2 separate regions of the Triticum aestivum genome follow, and region 2 is linked to region 1. The links are chromatin contacts, called in public Hi-C maps. All regions are on one chromosome and are shown on one strand. Each heading gives the region's core, a stretch centred on a gene start, on an enhancer-like site or on the middle of the called end of the contact. The rest is flanking DNA. Distances are from core to core; before and after follow the strand shown.

Region 1 (7,021 bases), core at 3,068-5,567:
TTTTTGGAAGTTAGCAGGCGAGCTGCAAAGTTAACTGATCAGGGGTAAATCTAGTTAGAAATCGTGGTTCTGATTTGAATATTGTGAAGCTTAGGAACAACAGGTGCTTTGCAGTTAACAAATGAAGACTGAACATGAAGATATATGATGGCTACACTTTAAGCTCTTGAACTAAGTAACTCCCATGAGAAAATAAATAAATCAAATTGGTTAAAGAAAAGTAAGGAATGTGACATTCGCATATATTACACGGAACTATATCTTATATATCAGCCTATACAGTGCTGGTTCGATGTACCAGCAATATAGGTCCTTATCATGGCGGCGTTAGTTTCAACTATCAAGTGAAATAACAATTAAGACGTTCCAGAGGAAGCAAAGCAACAAGCCTGCTTATGATTACTGAAAAAAGCAAGTCATACCGCCCAATCATATGGTTCCTTCATTTCACCAGTGTCCAGCAATATTGGTTTTGGAGCTTGGCACTCAACTTGCTCTTTCCCTGGTGTCTTTAGCAAGTTCCTCACTAATCTCCAGAAAGGGTTTCCCTGATAAGACGAGCTTCGCAGTCAATGAATAGCACATCATCAAATTCTGAAGAATATATTTAATTGATATACTGAACCTTGTCATCTCCTTGTTTGAAATCAAAAGCTCCAGGGCCATCTGTGGTTCCAGCAGCAAATGCAAATCCCATGGCTGCTGGGCATGTTTTCACCACCTGCGGACCGCCCGTACTTGTAGAAACACTAACTTTGAGTTGAGAGAAATCTAAGTAGGTGTGTCGATAGTCAATTTTTCCTTGTATTTCTTCAGAAGCTGAATTAAAGAGATCTACAGCCTTCAGAAATTGCCTATTCCCAATTATGCGGGTACTTTCAAACTCATCAGGATATCTGCAAGACAGCAAAATTTCATTTATACCTAATAGTGGCTTATGTGTACGGAAGGTTAATAAATTGTTATGCATGATGAATACCCTGGGCCTCGTCCATAGCAAAGTTCGTTCTTCCCATTACATGTGCTGTGATTGAAGTCACAAGGAAGATGGGTATCTATGCAAAACGTCCCCAGGACATTTGGACTAACATCTCCACAGTTTGACTGGCAAAACGCGGAAACAAATTTCGCATTGTTTTCTTGAGAACTTCTAATGCGTCTAGTGATATTTGAACCTGCCAACCGTCTTCCACCCGATGCCTCGTAGGATGATGCCAATTGCATTAAGTCGTCAGCTGAACAAAAGCAATGGAGAAAATAATCAGGTTTATGCACAACCTAATATGTTTCATTCCAATACACTATATAAACAATGCAAGAATCATGTAGCATGTAACATACTTATCTCATCCGGTTCTGGTATTATTGTAGAGACTCTTCTCGGAAGTACAGATGTCATGTGCAAAAATCCAAGATCATCAGAACTTGCAACACCTGTCTGCTTTGGAAGGCCATTCTTTTCAGCCCAGTCTTCCATGAAACGTGCAGCTGCTCCTTTGTTATCACCACTTATCAAAGAATTTGTGCGACTCATTGATGTTCCGTGAGTCGCAAACCAATTAAAACTTCCAACTGGACCCGATTCATCATCTACAAACTTAACAAGGGTCATTTCTTTATCAACATTGTATTTGTATTTGCTTCTCTCTTCAGCAGGGTTATTCAGGTATGCGCTCGGGCTGCGATTCACACCAGCATCAAGAAGGTCACCTGAAAATCAAGCTTCAGAGATTGATAACGAAATCTTTGCAACAGCTAAATCTAAGATTAGCCAGCATCACAAGACCACACAGAGAGAAAAACGCAGGCAGCATACGGGGAATAGAACATGCAAAATTATACTCTGGGGCATTTATTACTCCCTCCGTCCCAAAATAAATGTCTGAACTTTGTACTTGGTTTAGTACAAAGTTGTACTAAGTTTGAGACACTTATTTTGGGACGGAGGGAGTATTATATAGCTGCAGTAGCGAGAAATAAGATTGTAGCCAGACTTCAAGGAACATCTAAAGACCAAACTGAAACTAAATGACATTATAGAGTGAAGTGGATGACACTCCAAATACTACCCATCGAATGTATTTTAATTAGATGTGTGAGATCAAGATAAATGGTAGTTTGGTAACACATTAGTCCAAGACAGTGCAAATAGTTTCATACCTTTATTCACATAGATCTTCCCAGGATGGAGGTTGTTATGAGCTTCAACAATGCTTTTCTCAATCCCATCGACAATTACATCAAATGACTGACGAACAAACCCAAGAGAAGTGACAATATAGACTACATACTGCAGATAACCTCCAGGCCCAGCATGGGTATGGATCCCACTGATAGCCACGTTATTCTCATTATAAAGATCACCATACCTGCCAAATTGAGGTTTGCCAAGTCAACCCAACTTTATGAGCATGCAAGGCAGAATCTACAGTTTTATTGAGAAGTAGACCAAGCAGATTACAGTATAAGACCTCAAATAAAGTCACTGAGTCACTTTGTACAGTATGTATGTGCAATGTGAAATGGCTAAAGTGGCACTGCCTCAGTTCAATAATCTAAATAATGTGCAGAACAATATCAGCAGTTAATGGTGGCTTAACATAATCAAGAAAATAAATCGGGTACAAGTAAGAAGATAACTTCATAATGAACTAATATTTCAAGAGAGATAAATGAGCCAAGGATGATGTAACCAGGCAACCTTAAGCACACTCTAGGAAGAGACATCACACAGAGAGTTGAAACCTACATTTCAGGATTTTCTGATAAGTAAAAATACAATAGAAGTGAGCTCTTACCTTGCTTTTAGCCTTTCGAGCACCTTTATATTCACAAGCTGTGATGCCATGCAAGCATCCAGATTCACAAAGACAACACGCTTTCCATTAGGCTCAGCAACAATAAACGCGCGTGACTTTAGCCTGAAGTGAATTCCTGATGCAATCTGCTCAGTATTTGCATATCCCATCATGTTAACATCTGCTGCGGGCCCTGTTATGTCATAGCTCCCCATGCCGACCAAATATGGAGAGTCGGAGAGCACCGGGCTGCAATTCTGAAGGACGAGAAGTAAAAGAAGACATAGCCATATCCTGAACGAACCAAAACCACGGACTTGATAGAGCAAGCAAGATGATGCCTCCATCAGGAACCAGGGGAATGGAGTTGTTGATCAACTCATGCAAGTCCAAAATCTCCAGAGAAGAACAGATTAAGTGTACACTGCAAAAGAGAAGAGAGCCTGTTACAAAATAGGCGAACATTCTATCATAATGATGCAAGGGGAAATGGTGTAAACTGTCCAAGAAGGGCTTCTAATAAAATAAATAAACAGTGGCAACACAATTTCACTGTGTTCCTTTACATGAACACATTATGAGCAGGCGAGACCTATTGAGCATGAAGAAACTTATGTTGACTGACATATGGATTCCTCGACATTGTCACGGCAGAAGCTACAAGAGCATGGCACACATATAGTAGGGCAGATCGTAGGATAATTACACCATTTAAACTTGCTTCTAAATCACCAGGTCGACGACGCACCCTATTAAATCCATGAAATGGGGATTGCCTACCAACGCGACCGCACGTCAAGGCCGCGTCTCTCACAAGACAAGCAACCCCCTGTAACGTCCAAACTAAGCCAAATCCCACAAGCAAAGCCGCAGCAAAGCGACACGGGTTGCGGCCACTCTCTCACCAAACAAGCAACACTTTCAGTGTGACAGTCTGGGGCACTGGCAGGAACGCCAAGACAAAATCACAACCCAACCCAACCCAACCCAACCCAACCGGAGCACAAAATTAACCTCAAATCCGCAGGAACCACACTCAAACCCTGGCACAATTACGCAATATAAAGCCTGATCCAGCGAAACGCGTCCAATTAGCCACACGTCGGCAGATAAAAAAGAAACGAACAAGCGACGCGACCTGGCTGGAAGGAAGGGGGAGGAGGCCTGAGCAAGCGAACTCACCATGCGAATGGCGAATCTCAACTGGGAAGTGGGAACCCCGGCGGCTTCAGTTGCTGCTGCTGCGCTGGCTGGTCGCCTCCGTCGCCGTTTATTTATTAAACCCACGCCAAGCGCAGACGAGACGCGACGCGATCGATTGGGAACTCCAAGAGCAGGGTGCCACTGCCTTGTAGTCGTGGCTCACTGGATAAGAGGAGTTTACTAATACTACTAGTAGTAGTAGTACCAAGGCGCTGTCGATCAAATCTGGTGAGCGGTGAGGGAGACAGGCGGAATGAGAAGGAGGATGCAGTGGAGACAGGGGCGGAGTGGCGAAGACGGCGACGGACAGGGTGTGGCGTCCAAGCCACGGCTCGGAAAGGGCGGGCCGGTAGATGCGCGGTGGGGTATACTGGTACTATGGTGATGGTGGGGGAGGCCCGAAGGAAAGTGCGGCTCCGGCCACCGGCTTTGCGCTTTTTCGCGTGACCACCTGACCGGGTTTTACCGGCGGTTCACACCTGAACTTATTGTTGAAGAAATTTGTATAGAAGCTGGTAGATGGCCACATCTGAAGCTGTTGCAACATGCCGTATCCGTCGATCTGTAGTTGTCATCGTCTGGCAGATCTGGTAGGTAGATCTGACTCATATGGTCCATCCCATCGTTTGGCAGACGATAGAATGCTTTACTAAATGAAGCCGGAGTTCGGAACTAGGAGGCATTAATGGGTGTCTTGTACGGGTTTATGGTCTCATGAATTCGGTCCGTTTGGTAGGCAGGTCTGGACAAGACAAAGACGCCTGGGTACGGCCACATGTACAGCTGGGCCGATTTTTTTTAGAACCACCATTCAAGGCAATTTATTCAAAGTTTTGCGGACAACATCAGACTGCACAACGGCAGTCAAAAAAAGCATGAATTACATCAACAGATTCTACAGTCAATCCACTGACTAAAGCTTTCTTAGCACATGTATGAGCTACCTCCTTGGCGCCTCTTCAAGCGTAGGTAATATCGAATTCTTGCAAGTTTGAGAGAAGTAACTGGATCTCTCTAAGTATATGGCCTTCATTGGACCTAAACGAACCATCCTTCCATTCACCCCGGATTATCTAACAATCTGTTTCAATGAGGACTTTCTGCCATCCCTTTTGTATCGCGAGAGAGGCTGCCAGGCTCTCTAAGTGCTAGCAGTTCACTGAGACAGGGATCGTCACACTTTGAAATTTGCACATTCTTCTAGCTAAAAACTGCCCAGTGTGGTTCCCGACAACAACACCCGCTCCCGAACACAACTCTACTGCATCCACCGCTCCATCGGTGTTAATTTTCACCCAGCCTACATATTGTGGGTTCCAACCTTCTCTTGGTTTTTGCACTACAACTGCACTTGTTGGAATATCAAGTGCATGGATCATCTCTTGAATAAGCACCATCAAACGAATCGGCTGAAACTTGATCTCATCATGAGTATACTTATTCCGGCTACTCCAAATGGCCCACATTACTGAGACGGCTATCGCCGCTCGTTACTTGCTGCAGAACATCGGGTCTAGAATATCGCTAGCCCACGTCACCAGATGTAGATTAGGCATTGGGCCGAAATCATTGTTCTGACCCTTTTGACAACGTTTAGCACAATCTGACCCTAGTTCCAAAAAAATCATGATCTGGCATTTTTTTCTATTGTCATAGTAACTACCTACCGCCACGGTCCTTGGTGGCAGCAGGTGATGCGGTTTGAAGCTACGTCGGTATTTCCCCAAAGAGGAAGGGATGATGCAGCACAGCAGCGGTAGGTATTTCCTTCGGATGTGAAACCAAGGTTATCGAACCAAACAACACAACGTAAACAACACCTGCACACAAATAACAACTTCTCGCAACCCGACGTGTAAAAGGGGTTGTCAATCCCTTTCGAGTAGCGGGGCCCCAAGATGGGCAAACGGACGTGAATAAAATTGTAGTAGATTGATAGATAGAACGCCAAATAAAATAAATAAGAATAAAACGCAGCAAGATATTTTTGTATTTTTGGTTTAATAGATCTGAAAATAAAAGCAAAGGAAAATAGATCGTGAAGGCAAATAATATGAGAAAGAGATCCGGGGGCCGTAGGTTTCACTAGTGGCTTCTCTCGAGAAAAATAGCAAACGGTGGGTGAACAAATTACTGTTGGGCAATTGATAGAACTTCAAATAATCATGATGATATCCAGGCAATGATCATTACATAGGCATCACGTCCAAGATTAGTTGACCGACTCCTGCCTGCATCTACTACTATTACTTCACACATCGACCGCTATCCATCATGCATCTAGTGTATTAAGTTCATGGAGAAACGGAGTAATACAATATGAACGATGACATGATGTAGACAAGATCTATCTATGTAGAGATAGACCCCATCATTTTATCCTTAGTAGCAACGATACATACGTGTCAGTTCCCCTTCTGTCACTGGGATCAAGCACCGTAAGATCGAACCCACTACAAAGCACCTCTTTCCATTGCAAGATAAATTGATCAAGTCGGCCAAACAAAACTCAAATATCGAAGAAGAAATACGAGGCTATAAGCAATCATGCATAAAAGAGATCAAAGAAACTCAAATACTTTCATGGATATAAAAAGATAGATCTGATCATAAAATCAAAGTTCATCAATCCCAACAAACACACCGCAAAAAGAGTTACATCATATGGATCTCCAAGAGACCATTGTATTGAGAATTTAGCGAGAGAGAGAGAGAGGAAGCCATCTAGCTATTAACTACGGACCCGAAGGTCTACAAAGAACTACTCACGCATCATCGGAGAGGCACCAATGGAGGTGGTGAACCCCATCCGAGATGGAGTCTAGATTGGATCCGGTGGTTCTGGACTCTGTGGCGGCTGAAATTGATTTTCGTCGACGCTTTTAGGGTTTCTGAAATATTGGGGTATTTAGAGAGCAAAGAGGCAGTCCGGGGGGCACCCGAGGTGGGCACAACCCACCAGGGCGCGCCTGGGCCTCCTGGCGCGCCCTGGTGGGTTGTCTCTCATCGGAGCACCCCCA
Region 2 (7,021 bases), core at 1,148-3,647, 240 kb after region 1:
TCTTCACTATCATGTTTTTCTGGATTAAACTTAACGGTAAATGCCTACTTGTTTTAGAATTTTATTTAAACTTCAAAATTTCCAAAATAAAGAGCTCCATGGAGCTCATCCTCCATTAAGCATTGTCGTTTGCAAGGGGAGTAAAAAGCTACATTTGAAAATCTATTTCCAAGTTGAATGCTACATTTCAAGCTCAAATCATAAAGAGCATATACAATCCTGATTACCTAATATGGCGACCTATATGCCGGCGGGCGCGCCCGGTCGTGTCCGCTGTCATCGACCGGACAATGACTAAAATGGTTGCTCCACAACCGCGATTACCTAAATTTGGTACCCAAATTCATACCAGCCATGCAACATACGTAGATCCATATGACAATGCATAAAACATAATAAATCTGACATTTGCCATATATTTAGTTCACCAAAAGGCCCGAGCTCGTCAAACTTAAGCCGTTAAGCTAAAATAAACATTAAACAACTAATTAAAACATAGGGGCGGGGGTCGGTCGGAGTTCACCACTGCATCGCCGACTCCTTCCCCTTGCGGTCTCGGCTTTGGTCCTCCATGTACGCGTCGGCGGCAGGCGAGGCGTCGTAGTCGTCCGTCGTCGTGCCGTTTGTTGTCGTTGGAGACAGAGCTCATGTAGACTGCCATGCATCGGGGGCGCGATTCTGCTCCGCCGCAAGACCGGCGGCTTTGTCCGCCACCTCGGACTCTGTTGAGCTAGAGCATCACATCGTTCTTGGGACGCCGGTAGGGGCCGTCCGGCTCCACCGACGTGTAAGATTGGCGGATAGAAAGGTGGAGCGCCTCATTGTTGTCGGGGGCGGGCGGCAGCGCCTCCGACGCAAATTTAGCGGAGCTAGACGCTTGCGCCGCTGCCCTCATCGCCATCCGATAAGCGCAACACTTCGTCTCCGGCTGGCGTAGCCGCGGCTGTGGGCTGGGTGGTGCCGGCACCGGACCACCAGTACCCATTGGCTACCAGGAGGGGCAGCTCATGGCGGTGACGGGGCGGCGATGCCGGCCGTGATGCCTGGCCTAACATGACAAGGAGCGCATCAGGCGCGTTCGGGGCGCGACGGACGAGGAGCCACCCACCGACGACGAGCTCATTGCCGACGAGGAGGAGCTCCTGCCCCAGTCCACCTGCGAACGTAGGAGAACAATGCGGAGCGCGAGCTCCTCCTCGTCCGATGAGCTCGCGGAATCCATGGCGAGGGGAGAGAAGCGGGGCGAGCGAGAAAGGGAACATACTGGAAGAGGAGCGAAGCGGACAAGTGGAGTGAGGCTAGGGTTCGTCGGCTGGGTTTTTTATGGGGACAGATGGAGGCGGCGCGAGCCATAGACCAGGCCTACGTGACGGGCATGTCCGGTCGCATTCGGGCCTCCCCATATCCACCGGTCAGTCCGGGCGTTTAGGGTGGCTCTGAGGTGTCCGGTTGGGTGGCAATTTTTGGCCCGGTCACTGACCGGACAGTCCGTCCGAGCGCTTGAGAGCGGGTATTGAGAGGTTCCGTTGTCGATGATGTAATCTTCTAACAAGCTCACCCATGTCTATTCTCATCTCCATGTTGCTTGAGTTATGACGGTACCTAGCATGCGAAGATGCCATGCAGCGTTTAGTACCATCAATCCAACATCATATTCTAATCTCCATTGACGACGCACAACAGCACAAGCCAACGACTGCACATGGCGCCGATGACAACCTTCTTACTCCTTAATCACGATATCAGACACCAAGATCAAAAAGTCACCCCCTTAACCCCATAGCAAGAGGCTAAGGGCATGACCAACGCCCCACGCTGGACAGCTGCCCCGCAGGTCCACGTCGGAGGAGAGCTGCCGTGGAGGAGAGAGGAGAAAAAGACATTAGCTTGCAGAGCTCAGGTGCAGCTTGCAGAGGAGGTAGCAGCTTGAGGGAGTGAGAGTGTGGTCCATGGACAAATGTGGTAGTGCATGCGTTGCTCTTGGGAGAGAGGGAGAGTGTGTGGAAGAAGAAAAGATAAAGTCCATGTGCTATGGCGAGAAAAAGATGGGAAGTGAGAAGAGGCTAGCTCACGTCACAAGGCTATCGGTTAAATTGAATGAAAACCGAATCGCAGTCTCATTTTTGTTGTGATGATGTGGAGGTTTTGGGGCAGCACTAGGTGATGCCACCATTGTTCATGCCCTAATCAAGCAATGATGATTCGTGAAACTTCCTGGGTCCCAAAAGCAAAACAATTAGGCTTGATCCGCACAAAAGACAGAAAGGAAAGGAAAGGAAAAGAGAGGAGGAAAAGCAAAAAACAAAAGACGGAGAACTTGCCATGCACTGCAACTGCAATCCCCCCCTCGGCCTGGCTGGCCGGCCCTGCCCCCGGAACACTCTAGAAACAGCCCCACGGGCCCTTAAGAGGCCGTTTAACCGCACGCTGCTCAATCCAATCCAATCAGTCCCTTGCTTGGATCCATCCATCCCCTCCCCACCAAATACCGTCGATCTCTATTCACCTCTCCCAAAGTCTTCGTCTGGTCTTCTCCACCTCGACGCAGACATGGCCGCCGCCGCCGCGTCGGATCTGGAGAGCAAGGCCAAGGAGGCCTTCGTCGACGACGACTTCGAGCTGGCCGCCGAGCTCTACACCCAGGCCATTGAGGCGGGGCCGGCCACCGCGGAACTCTACGCCGACCGAGCCCAGGCGCACATCAAGCTGGGCAGTTACACTGGTGCGTGTTTCCCGCCTTCCCCTCCTCGCCCCCCCGCCCCTGCGGCTCGATTCGTTTGCTTATGCCGAACCCTGTCATGATTTCCCGCGTGGATGTGGATGGAATCGCTAGGCTCTCTAGGCCCCCCTATGAGATGTTTGCGTGTGGTTCTGGGAGCAGATGAGTTCGATTCACCGTCGCTTGTTGCGTTGCCGGTGCGGTTCTAGGTTAGTTATGGAGTTCGAGCGGCGAGTTAGGCCCTAATAAGCTCGTTTTGTTTTCGTTCCGAATCCTTACGTTACCTGTGTGGTGCGCCCAAGTGTCGGTCGGTCAAAGATGGGCTCCGTTGGGGGTTGCTCTGATTTGTGTGAAATAAGTCTGGTTCGTTAGTGTCAGCACACATAGCTTGTGTGTGTGTGCAGGTGTTGACGTACAAGTGTGTTGAATCCCTAATCTCATTTACAGTTAGGGTTGACTTCCAGTTTGCATAGGCGAGGGAACATAATGGGGTAGAATAGCATTGCAGCGTGTTTAGTATAGTCATTACATGACTTGCGCCCAAAGAAGGTATGCACTTGTTGAGTTGCTACAGTTATTGCTTGCTTTTTGCTCATATATGTTGGTGAAATTAGTCAAAACGGGTGCTAACGTTGAGATTCTGGGTTGTTTGATCTCTGGTTGTTATGTTGTTGATTTCTGTTCTTACATCACAGCCTTTAGCCTAACCTTGAAAAGGAAGGAGATCTAATGTGGTGGCATGTAAAGTGTTATATTTATATCAACTCTGAGGCACTTAACCACCATAAAGAATCTGGGTAGTATCATCATTGGAGTATTGTTATTTTGCTATCTTGCAGTTCAGTATTTGGTTGTTTGCACATCTTGTTTTATTACTTGTTCCATGTATCATTGAATTGTTGCATAGAACTCCATTTCTGTCCTCATGATGTAAAGTAAAATGCCATCCAAATGTAGAGCTGTTGTATGATAATATGGATTTTTTCTTAAGGTGCGTGCTTTTGTTTTCCTCATAGAAGTGCCCTTGGAAAAAGTTATTGTTAAGCAGAGGCAAAATATTTGCCTATTTCCTCAATTTATGAGGATATGGAATACATGCTATCCTCCTGAAGTTAGATACTGTGTCCTAGCATGGCCAAGGAGGTGAGGACCTTCCTCTTCAGCCTAGTGCCATGAACAATGCCATGAACAACGACTGCCTTTGAAAAAAACCCTGTTTTTGGCAACAATTTGTAATCAATGGTACATTTCTTTGTGATAATCAAAGTATCCCTATGTTGCCTGTGTAAAAATGTTATTCAGGCAGCTACAAGCCACTGCTTGATATACTAGAAATCACATCACATTAACTAACTATCGTAAAATCGTATGTAAATTTTTCTCTGTGTGAGGTTATTTGTTCGAATGCTTCATAAATTGAGAACTAAAAGCTAATTTGATTCCCTGCATAGTGAGGTCTGGATATCTATGTTTCTGACTTGGTGGAAGCCTTGTGCTCCTAATTGTAGTAATAGCATTAAACAATTGTTCTACTCTATCTATGAAGGAAAAGATATAATAGTGAAATCTGTAGATTATATGAAGGAAAAGATATAATAGTGACATCTGTAGATTCAAGAGGTACATTGTTGTGCATGGAGTAATACTTATGATTCATAACTATGTTTCTGTACTTTGCAGAATTTCTTAGCACCTAATCCCTGTTTGTCAGTGATCTATAGTTGTTTCCTTGTTGTTACATATTAATGAAGCCTTGGTCTGCTCTTTGTCAAACTCAAAACTTGCCATGTGGCTTATTTGTTTGCCCTTTTACGTCTAGAATGTTCAAAATGTTAGTGCCACACCATCCATGTATGAGTACAATGTCATTTCAGTTCTTAATTACCAGTTGAACTCATTTTGTAAACTTTAGCCCCGAATATTATTTAACTATCCATCATGAAAGATCATGTAAGCTCAATTAGCCATTCACTATATTTACAAATATAGTTTGTTTATTTTAAGCATTATCCTCTCACATTCATATTATTTCCTATGATCATAACTCATGATTGAGTGTCTCTCTTAGTCTCAAGTGTTCTTCTTGGGTAGAGAACACATAAATCTCTCTTAGTCTCAAGTGCTCGTCTTAAGTAGAGAACACATAAATCAAGAGAATAATCAGGGCATTTAGGAGCAAGAGAATGGCATGATGTTCATTGAGGCTAATTCCTTCATTTTTGTGCCAATGGCTACGATGACCTACATTTGTGGACATACTGAAATAGTTAGATCATGCCTTTTTTACTTGTTACTTGATAATAATTGTCTGCTTGTACTCGCACAATATAGTGTACTAAGCGCGTGGTAATTTTTGTCTTGCAGAGGCTGTAGCTGATGCCAACAAAGCAATTGAACTTGATCCTTCGATGCATAAAGCATACCTTCGGAAGGGGTCAGCCATGCATTTATTCGCTTCATCAGCTGAACATAAATTTTAGAACAAACTGCCATCTATTGCCTTTTTATTTTTATCTGACAAGAATAATTCTATGCAGCTCTGCTTGCATCAAGCTGGAGGAATACCAAACTGCAAAGGCTGCTCTTGAAGTGGGTTCTTCATATGCATCTGGTGACTCGAGGTTTACTCGTCTGATGAAGGAGTGTGATGATCGTATTGCTGGTGAGTCAAACGTTTTTAGCTCAGCAATTGCCTAATGGATATAGTGATTCTTTTTTGGGCATGCCATAATAGGAATATATGTCGTCTGTGTTTTCCCAATTTTTGAGTTATTGCGTTCTGTTAAAATCTCCCATAGCACCCTTGCATCATCATCCAGTTTTTGGGACGTGCTAACACTTCTGAAGCTGCATATGATCTTTTCAGTTGCTCTTTCTTACCCACACTTGTACTACTGGGGTGTCATTAACTTGTTATGTGTTCAGAGGAGGCTAGCCAGGTGCCAGTAAAGAATGCCGCTGCAGCTGTTGCTCCAGCTACATCTTCGGGGGCATCTTCCGGGGCTACAACTGTGGCTACTGAAGTTGAGGACCAGGATGGTGCAAATATGGAGAATGCACAGCCAACGGTAGAAGTGCCAAGCAAGCCCAAATACAGGTAATTGGTGCAGAATTCCTTCAGTAGTGTTCTTTCTCCCATGATAAAAAAATTATTTTCTATGTATAAGCCCATTTAAATTTGGGGGACATCTATTACATCCACTAAATTTTATGTTTGATTTCTAGGGATGGCAGTTTTGCCCATGGGTATGGGTACCCGCGGGTACCCTACCCGAAAACAACGGGTATGGGCAAGACTTTGAGAGATTTTGTACCCATGGGTAACGGGTATCCATACCCGCAAAATATATGGGTAGGATATGGGTATGAAATTGCGCCCATGGATAACCCAATGGATACCCAGAAAAAAAAAAATGAAAATAACTCCTATGACATGTGGGGTCATCTTCCAACTCCTATGGCCTACCCTACGTCTCAATTCCTTAAATCGTCCATAGCTTATAGGCCCATAATCACCTGCTCACCAATCCCGTTGAAATGATGAAATCTTGACTCTTCGCTACCAACCTCATGTTCAAAACTCGATCAAGCGATCGGCCATTCCGACCACCACCTCCCACTATAGTGGGCTTCCACCAGCTGCCGCTCATACTCCCTTGATGCGTCCAAGAGGCCACCCACCGTAGCAGCCTATGTCAGTGCTATACTAATCGCCCGTGATCACTTCAAATTTAAACTCATTTCTCTACCTTTTAAAATTTTAAATGTTATATATTATACCTACTGGATACCCATTGGGTATAGCATACCCAATGGGTATGGGCATGGGTGCCAATTTATGCCCATGGGTATTGAAATGGGTGGGTATAGAAAGTTTCTATGGGTATGGGTTTGGGCAGAAGGATGTTGTACCCGCCCATACCCTACCCATTGCCATCCCTATTGATTTCCACCTCATTCACATCGTCAGGGGTGTGCGTAATACTAGTGTATGTAAGGAATGCTTAAATGTTTATGCTGTAAACAGTGGATGGATGCTAACATCTTCTCGCAATGCATTTGATGTTGTAGGCATGACTACTACAATACTCCTACAGAAGTGGTACTGACTATATTTGCTAAGGGTGTTCCAGCTGACAGCGTGGTTGTTGACTTTGGTGAACAGATGGTGTGTTTCCCTTGCCTTATTCTTGCAAATCAATTGTCATTTCACCGTGTTGACTAATCTAGCTTCACCTTCTAGCTGAGTGTCTCAATTGAACTTCCCGGTGAGGAACCATACCATTTTCAGCCTCGTCTGTT

Evidence for each region. A called contact is a pair of places that touch in the nucleus more often than the background predicts.
Region 2: a contact with region 1 is called in a Hi-C map of leaf, with 4 times the contacts expected there. The contact joins the promoter of LOC100049034 here to the promoter of LOC123078606 in region 1. A contact is called at or near these places in 2 of 5 Hi-C or Micro-C datasets (both in leaf).

Annotation. Positions count from the first base shown.
Region 1 is chr3D:314,892,699-314,899,719 of IWGSC CS RefSeq v2.1, forward strand. LOC123078606 (neutral ceramidase) reads right to left here and starts at 4,318. Exons shown (of 10, transcript XM_044501171.1): 1 at 3,981-4,318; 2 at 2,799-3,222; 3 at 2,161-2,369; 4 at 1,342-1,710; 5 at 980-1,235; 6 at 626-896; 7 at 423-548. The coding sequence starts at 3,145.
Region 2 is chr3D:315,139,328-315,146,348 of IWGSC CS RefSeq v2.1, forward strand. LOC100049034 (protein SGT1 homolog) reads left to right here and starts at 2,398. Exons shown (of 10, transcript XM_044501173.1): 1 at 2,398-2,722; 2 at 5,084-5,153; 3 at 5,257-5,381; 4 at 5,645-5,816; 5 at 6,791-6,887; 6 at 6,963-7,021. The coding sequence starts at 2,551.